3 separate regions of the Mus musculus genome follow, and all the other regions are linked to region 1. A link is a contact called in public HiChIP or PLAC-seq data. All regions are on one chromosome and are shown on one strand. Each heading gives the region's core, a stretch centred on a gene start, on an enhancer-like site or on the middle of the called end of the contact. The rest is flanking DNA. Distances are from core to core; before and after follow the strand shown. Region 1 has its middle 21 kb from the start of 4930539M17Rik. Region 2 holds the start of Tpd52 (tumor protein D52). Region 3 has its middle 25 kb from the start of Tpd52.

What was found. HiChIP or PLAC-seq counts read pairs in DNA pulled down with a chosen protein or histone mark.
Region 2: a contact with region 1 is called in an H3K27ac HiChIP or PLAC-seq map of embryonic stem cells, with 13 read pairs. The contact joins the promoter of Tpd52 here to the enhancer-like site in region 1. A contact is called at or near these places in 1 of 39 promoter capture datasets (macrophages), 1 of 15 datasets of contacts at CTCF or cohesin (large pre-B cells), 8 of 484 Hi-C or Micro-C datasets (Th2 cells, bone marrow-derived macrophages, embryonic stem cells and 2 more), 7 of 115 datasets of contacts at active chromatin or transcription factors (craniofacial prominence, embryonic midbrain, embryonic stem cells and 2 more) and 3 of 9 other capture datasets (adipose tissue, liver and pancreatic islet).
Region 3: an H3K27ac HiChIP or PLAC-seq map of embryonic stem cells shows a contact between it and region 1, with 7 read pairs. The contact joins two enhancer-like sites. A contact is called at or near these places in 2 of 115 datasets of contacts at active chromatin or transcription factors (embryonic stem cells and microglia) and 1 of 9 other capture datasets (adipose tissue).

The regions. Positions count from the first base shown.
Region 1 is chr3:9,081,522-9,084,189 of GRCm38.p6, forward strand. No RefSeq gene overlaps it. Among named protein-coding and RNA genes, the nearest start is that of 4930539M17Rik, 21 kb to the left of the region's middle. Within about 2 kb of position 1,315, at least 15 of the 459 cell types and tissues checked have an H3K27ac peak or open chromatin away from gene starts, as enhancers often do. A contact at or near this core is called in embryonic stem cells and trophoblast stem cells, where this site is marked.
Region 2 is chr3:8,962,850-8,965,517 of GRCm38.p6, forward strand. It overlaps Tpd52 (tumor protein D52), which reads right to left and starts at 1,297. Exons shown (of 6, transcript NM_001025262.2): 1 at 998-1,297. The coding sequence starts at 1,133.
Region 3 is chr3:8,987,395-8,990,062 of GRCm38.p6, forward strand. It overlaps a transcript of Tpd52 not described here. Among named protein-coding and RNA genes, the nearest start is that of Tpd52, 25 kb to the left of the region's middle. Within about 2 kb of position 1,352, at least 59 of the 459 cell types and tissues checked have an H3K27ac peak or open chromatin away from gene starts, as enhancers often do. A contact at or near this core is called in embryonic stem cells, where this site is marked.

The DNA.
Region 1 (2,668 bases), core at 65-2,564:
ATATTTATTGACCCTTTATAATATAAACTACAATGTAGTGTAATATAAAACTTGACGGGTTCTCCTAGACACCCTCGTCTCTCTCCCACGTCCATCATGTAAGCAGAAATGGAGAAAAGGAGAGGGAGGAACTTTGTCTGTTTCTTCATGGGTCCATTCTCAGTGAGTCTCACCCTGCCTGTCCTTTGTTCCTTCCATACATTTGTGTATGGTGCCTGCAAAGCACCCAGTTGGAGTACTTGATTTTGAAGAAGATGGAGGCTAGTTGTGTCATACAGAGGTGCTGAGACACTGAAAATGTCCCCTGGTCTTCTCTCTTTCCTTTTCCCGTCCCTTCCGTTCTTTCTCCATCCCTCTGTATTGCTCTGGCAGGGTCTCATGTAGCGTAGGCTGACCTCAGAGTAGCTATGTAGCTGAGACTGACCTGGGCTCCTGATTCTCCTGTGCCCCAGGTGCTGGGATAACAGGCAAACACAACCACGTCTGGCATGGCCTTTCCTTTGAAGGCATTTTAGAGACACCCTCTCTGGCGTCTCAGTAATTCCCTGTCTCTCTCTGACTATTCCATAAAGACTTTCAAAGCAGGGCTGAGCCCACTTTTGGCAAGTCTCTTACCTTTGTAAGCCTGACTTCAGTGTGCTGGGAAAGGTGACTTTAGGAATCTCGTGACTGTTGGTGCCTGGGGCGGAAGCAGATGTTGAAAGGGCAGGTGGGGGTTCAGGAATGGAGGCGCCCTGAGACACGTAGCTTCTTTCACAATCTGGCCCGGGGCTGGCTGATCCTGTGATTGGGTGTCTCAGCCAAGAATGTCCCCAGAATTCCAAGTCACTTTTAGACGCCATTTCCCTGTCCTGTGGCTCCAAGTCAGCAGATAAAGTGGATTTACAAGCAGAAAGAGAGCAGGCTCACAGAGCAGTTCTGCTGCAGAGCGGGAGAAGTGGGGGGGGGGGGGGGGCGGGGGGCGGGGACGACTTCCTCTCCGGTCTTTCGGGTTAATGGCTCTCAAATACGCAACTGGGTGTGGCACTTGGGAGGCAGAGGCAGGAAAAACTGTCGAGTTTGAGAAGCCAGCCTGGTCTACAGAGTGAGTTTCAGGACAGCCAGGACTAAAAAGAGAAACTCCATTTTAAAAAAAAATGTTTTTTAAAGTCACGAAACAACAACAACAACAACAACAAACCCCAACAACTCAGAGTTCCTTCCTTCTTGCATTCTAAGCAAAACTCAAACAAACTGAGAAAGTTTTGTTGAAATCTTCTGTGCCATTTTTATCTTCCCCCACCATTTTGTAACATGAAAGAGGAAGCCTTTTATGTTCACGGCAGTAATATTATTCTAGTCTTGTTAAGTTATCTTATTTTTGAAATGGCATTTTGCTATGTATTCTGGGTAAGCCTGGGCTTACTCTGTAGCCCAGGTTGTATGTGGACCCTGCTGCTTCAGACTTTCCAGCGATGAAGCCGGGCGTGGTGGCGCACGCCTTTAATCCCAGCACTTGGGAGGCAGAGGCAGGCGGATTTCTGAGTTCAAGGCCAGTCTGGTCTACACAAAGTGAGTTCCAGGACAGCCAAGGCTATACAGAGAAACCCTGTCTCTAAAAAACAAAACAAAATAAAACAGGCTTCCCAGCGATGGAAGTACAGGAGTGAGCCGGCATCCCCAGGCAGCAATCTTCAATCTATCCCATTCATGAGGGATGTCTCACACCTCGTTTTGCTTTGGTTTTTCCGAGACAGAGCTTCTTCATGTAGCTCTGCTGTCCTGGAACTTGCTCTGTAGACCAAGGTGGCTTTAAACTCACAGAGATCTTTCTGTCTCTGTCTCCCAAGTGATGAGTTCACAGGTGTACGCCAGCACCACCCAGTCTTATAGCCCCATTTATGGGAACGAACACCACTGTCCTGCAAGGACTAGCTAATGTCTGGAGGTCGTGCTGGCAGCAGGTTCGTGGGCACTCCATATCTCCAGTTTAGCCAGACACAGGTGGAGTGGGTTAGTTGGAAAATGGCTTCTATATTGAGCACATGCAAACGTTTTGCTGGTTGTGATCTCCTGTGCAGTACAGTATAACGATATTTGTATTCTGTTAGGCAAGCATGAACCCGAGATCCCAGCACTCCGGAGGCTGAGGTGAGGAAGGAGGCCCTAGGATTTAAGTCTAGCCTAAGCTACGTCAGAGAGACCCTGTCCCCAGCTCTGTAGCGCGCTTACAAGGTGGAGGCAGGGAGTCATCAACTACACAGTGAGTTTCAGGCCCACCTAAATCATATGGGACCCTACCACAAAAATCCAATAAATAGCCCTGGGTGGTAGTGCACATCTTTAATCTCATCACTAGAGAGGCAAAGGCAGGTAGATCTCTGTGATACAGAGGCCAGCCTGGTCTATACAGCTAGTTCTAGGCCAGCTAGGGCCACATAGTGAGACCCTGTCTCAAAAAAAAAAAAAAAGAAAGAAAGAAAAGAAAAAGAAAAGAAGAGAAGAGAAGAGAAAAGAAAAAAGAGGAAAGAGAAAAGAAAAGAGAAAAGGAGAGTGGGAGGGGAGGGGAAGGAGGAGGGGGAAGAGGGAGGGGGATAGTTGCCAATAGGCAATGGTCTTGGATCTGCTGGCATATCTAAATTGGCACTAGGGAGTAAAGTCCTGTTCTTTGCATCTGTGTTAGAGAGGA
Region 2 (2,668 bases), core at 47-2,546, 120 kb before region 1:
AGCCCAGAGATCCCACATGGGTCACAGGCAAGGGAAGTGTGAAAATGAGAAGAAAAATGCTTTTCCCATGCCCTGTCTCCCACAGACATTACTAACAGCTTCCAACTTCTAGAGGGCAGTGTTAGCCTGAAACTATCAACATATGTGGGTTTCTGAAAATCCAGACTATACCTCAAAGGTGGCTGCTATAACCAAGCACTGAAGCATGCTGTGTTAGCACACACCTGTGCCCTGCAAACGTCCAAACCCCCAGCAGCTTGGATCAGAGGTGCCACAGTCTGTCCTTCACTGTCTTCTAGGTTTCCCAAGCTCTACTGTTTAAAAAGAACAAAACGTAACCAATTCTCCACAGTAAGGAAATAATTAACTTCTTCTGGGAAAGCCAAGTTGCTTCCTTGACTCTGACAGAGGAGTTCATTAAGCCATCTCCTCTTCTTGGCAAGCAATAGGATCCTTCCTGCAAGCTGGGAAGGAGGCTGTCCCCACTTCTGCTGGACCCTATGTGGGGATCAATTCAGACTGTCACAGCCTGGTTTCCGCCTTGTGAACAAATCCGTGTCCCACATGGGAAGAAACAGCTGCTTCCAAAGGTGTGGTGGTTTTTCATTTTCCCTTTTGGAAACTGTGAGGTGTACATAGCTATTTGTCTACATGGCTTTTGGTCTCCCAAGGGAAAACCCAAGCCTATCTTCACCTTGATACTTGTGGTGTTATTGTAGCACACTCACCAGGCCCTTGAGTGTGGTGAACGGTTTTGAATGCCTAAGCATCCTTTACTAAGACACTGCCTAGGCAGATTTTAAAACTGTACCCACTATTTGACCCCAAGACCCTCCGTGTCATTCACCATCACCGCACATCCACAGACCTCTAAGGAGCATAGAAACAGACGGTGCCAACTTTAAAATTCATTGTCCCACTCTAAACAGTTAACAACCAAAAATAACTTCCCATGTTGAAGAACACAGCAGAGGGAACTCACTACACAAATAGTTACCAACGTTCTGTGTAGGTGAACCAGGCGGCGAGGTGTTCCCGCTTGGAGAGAGGTAGAGGTAGTTCTTGTTCACTCCAGAATCAAAATCAAAGGGGGATTGGTAATCATCAGCCAACTCCATATCTCTGCACTCCATGCTAGCTGAAGGCAGCGAGCAAGGCGAGCATGGCGCTGCGGCAGCCTGGGAGCCCCGGGCTGAGGGAGATCCGGCTGACCTGTGCAGCCCAGGTGAGAAGAGGAACCGGGCTTAAAGCCCCGCCCAGCTCCGGCCCAGAGGAACCGGGCTTAAAGCCCCGCCCAGCTCCGGCCCAGAGGAACCGGGCTTAAAGCCCCGCCCAGCTCCGGCCCCGGCGTGGCTCCGGCTCCCACGAGCAGGTCTGTAGTGACTCCTCCCTTAGGAGGGCCCTAGTCACCACCTGTCGCTAATTCACTGAACAAAGAATAACCGGGGCAGAGGGAGTGGCCTTCCCTCTGTACACAAAGGAGGCCCCCCACTCTGGAGCCCCATTCAGTTGTACAAACACTAGACACTAGCAGGAATATTGTTTAAAATACAACTTTTTTAGACCGGTCATCTGACCACATCGTCGGCGGGGCAGACTTAATCTTCTAGGACAAGAGAGGATTATCTGTCAGTAATCTCCCCGAAAATGCCATCTGGGTGATACTTTTCTTGCACCCTATATTATACAGGATTCTGAGAGCTTGGCATCCCGTGTTTAGCAAGCAGCCTTTTAAGCAGAACCTAATACAAAAATAAAGCTAGACCCATCATCCTTTTTTTTTTTTCTAAAGCAGAATCTGAATAACTGTCAAACAATTTTAAACTGACTCTTTGGAAGAATGAGGTTTTCATAGGAAGTAGCTGGAAGGTGCAGGCAGCTCCCACCGCTTCCGGGGTGGGGGGTGGGGGGGCTGAAACTCCCACAGCTGGGGGCAGGGGGTGTTTCAGCTCCTTTGTTTAAGCAAAGTCAGGCATGCCCTCAGGGCTCTACAAAGAACTTGTTTCTTTGGCACACCCTCCAGGCAGAAAGGGAGCTGGCTGGTAAAACTTTACAATCACCAAGTCCACTTCCTCCATCCCAGGCCTCCAGAGACCCTGCTCATGCTCTCTCCATGGCTATTGCTGTGACCCAACAGCGCTTGCAGGCCCTTGGTGGAACTAAGTTAAAAGGAGGAAATAGGTCAAGCCAGGCATGGTGGCTCATGCCATAATCACATTACTCAGAAACCTGAGACAGGGGGATTGCCATGAAGCTAGCTGGGACTTCAATGAGAGACCCCATCTCAAAAACACAAAAACAATACATAATCTCTGGAATCTATTTATAGTCTCTGAAATGTAAGGCCTGAGCTTTCTATTGTGTTGTTTGTGTGGGCTCGAGTTCATGTCAGTAGGAGTCAGAACAGGTTGACAGAATCCCCTAGGACCAACACGCAGTTATGACGCACTATATGAAGTCAGGGAACTGAACCTGGGTCCTCTGTAAGAGCAGTAAACAATCTTAACCCAGGGCCATCTCTCCAGCCCCCAAAAGCAAACCATTTTAATGATGAGCAGAAATTCCAGTGTATGACTAGTCTTCAAAATCTCTAAGATGATCCATATTCATCTCAATTTATGACTGATTCTCGTTTCTGTTCTTTTTAGGTAGTCGTGTGTACTCTAGG
Region 3 (2,668 bases), core at 102-2,601, 94 kb before region 1:
CTGAAAGGTGCACACACCAAATGATCTTTATATGATTTATCCATCCTTACGGAGTTAACGGCAAGTAAAAAGCATGGCACCTAGCATGATGTCAGACGCCAGACATGATGCCAGACGCCGGAAGTGACGGCAGACGCCGGAAGTGACATCCTTGTATCAGTACTTTGAGGTGATGCCAAGTCTCCAGGCAAGCAGCTTTCTGTATAAACAAGAACCCTGTGTCTCAGTTACTTCAAAGCAGAATGCTGCAACTCTGGGGTTTCTGGGGCACCTTCTGAAACATATCTGATTAGCATTAATAGTTTAAAGAAGGAAAAAACAAAATCTTCCCTGTCAACCTGACACACACAAATCTGGACGTATCTGGGAAGTAGGATTGTGAGTTGAGTTGTGGCTATCAAACTTGCCTATAGTCAAGTCTGTGGGTCATTTTCTTAGTGACTGATAGGGGAGATCTCCTAGGTAGGCGGGCTTGGGTGCATAGAGCATGCTGAGTGAGATGATAAACATCACTCCTCCCCCAGTCTCTGCTTCAGTTCCTGCTTCCAGGTTCCTGCCTCGACTTTCCTCAGTGATAAACGTGGAAATGTAAGATAAAATAAACTGTCAGGTGTGGAGGACCACATCTTTAATCCCAGCATTTAGGAGGCAGACACAGAATGTCTGGGAATTCAAGAACCAGCCTGGTCTATAGAATTCCAGGACAGCCAGGACTATGTAGCGACCCTGTCTCGAGAAAAAGGAAGAAAGGGGAGAAAGGGGAGAAAGGGGAGAAAGGGGAGAGAGAGAAAGAGAGAGAGAGTGAGAGAGAGAGAAAGGGAAGGAGGGGAAGGGGAAAGGAAAACCTTTTGTTAGAGAAGCAGGGAAGAGAACAGCCTACCGAAGTTGGATGCACCCTAACATAACTGACAAGGTCACGTGAGCAGAAATAAGCCACAGAAGCACCAAGGCAGGAATACAAACCTTTTATGAAAATAGCCGGGCTGGCAAGATGGCTTAGTGGTTAAGACTGCTCTTCCGAAGGTCCCGAGTTCAAATCCCAGCAACCACATGGTGGCTCACAACCATCCGTAACGAAATCTGATGCCCTCTCCTGGAGTGTCTAAAGACAGCTACAGTGTACTTACATATAATAAATAAATAAATAAATCTTTAAAAAAAAAAGAAAGAAAGAAAATAGCCTTCCTCAACACCATTCTTCAAAAGAATGTTCATCATACTGCAGACCTCAGAGGATGTCAGAGGGTGTCTTAGGAGACAAAAGGCAAGCACAAGCAGGTTCCAGGTTCCCTTTGAACGCAGGAAATCTGATCCTTGAAGGACGGCCAAACAAAGCACCCAGTGTTTCAGGGAAAGGCCTGTGATTAAGAACTTGAACATTGACCTGACAGGGTGTGTGCAGGAGAGGGAGAGAAATGTAGTGAGTGGAGAAAATGACTTTTATTAGCATGGTCTGAAGCTTCTGTTAGCACCTCTACCCCTTGCTGTACACGTACAGCCAACCCAAGAGTAGGAGAAGTGTTTAAGCATGCTGAGGTTTCAGTAAGACACTTAAGGCTGTGAGTTGAAGCAGGAAGGTCCCCCACCAGCTTCGTTTTAAATGCCTGCTCCCAGTCTGTGACTCTATTTTAAAGGGCTGTAGAAACCTTAGAAGGTGACCTTGCTGGCAGAAGTAGGCCATCTGGTTCCTGCCTCACTTCCTCCTCCTGATAGAGGAGCCTGCCTGCCCCTGTCCCTCGGCTCCCCTACAGGAAGGATCAAAATGCTCTGAAACTGTGAGCCTAAGTAAATAAACAAACTTTCTTCATGTAAGTTGACTCTGCCAAGCATTTTGGCCACAGTGGCAGAAAAGTAAACTGATATGCTTAATTAATTGATAAAATATGAAATTTTTAATTTTATTCACTTATATATAAACATAAGACTATATTGTAAATTACATATAAATATATAAATTTTATATATTGCATATAATAAAATACAATGTTATACATAAAATATATTGTATTAATTAATTCTAAAATTAATATTCTTGATTTATTTAAATAAATTTGCATAAATAAAGGTTTTAAAATATGATTTCCTATTAAATGCATTATTGCTATGCTTTCCTATCTGTTTCTATACAACAGATACAGATAACTCATGGTGAAAACGGAAAAGAGGTGAAGAGTAACTTCCTAGAAGCAAGCAGATCAGGAGTTCAAGTCCAGCCAGAGCTATATAATGAATCTGAGGCCAGATTTGACTCTATAAGACATCACCACCTCCACCACCACCGTAACCAGCACTAACACACAAAAAAATACATGAAATGCAACTGCTTTGATTTTCTAATGCCCACAAGGTCAGCCATCCTAACATGGAAGGTGAAAACTGCTCAATGGTAGAACCAGCAGCAAGTTTGCTGTCTCCCTAGGGAAAATCCTTCCTCAGCAGCTGGAGAGACGCACAGAGCCTCCTCTGCACTGGCCCATCCTTTTTGCCCTTTCCCCACTCCTAGGCCTCAGAACTTCTCTCTCCAAAACAGCACCAGCAAAATTTGCTCCACTGGTAACATTAATAGATAACTCAGAATGCCAAGGCCAGATCCCTTAAGATTCGGTTTCTGGACTGGGAGATGCCTGGGTCAGCAAAGGGCGTGCCCTGGCAGTCCGAGGATCTGAGT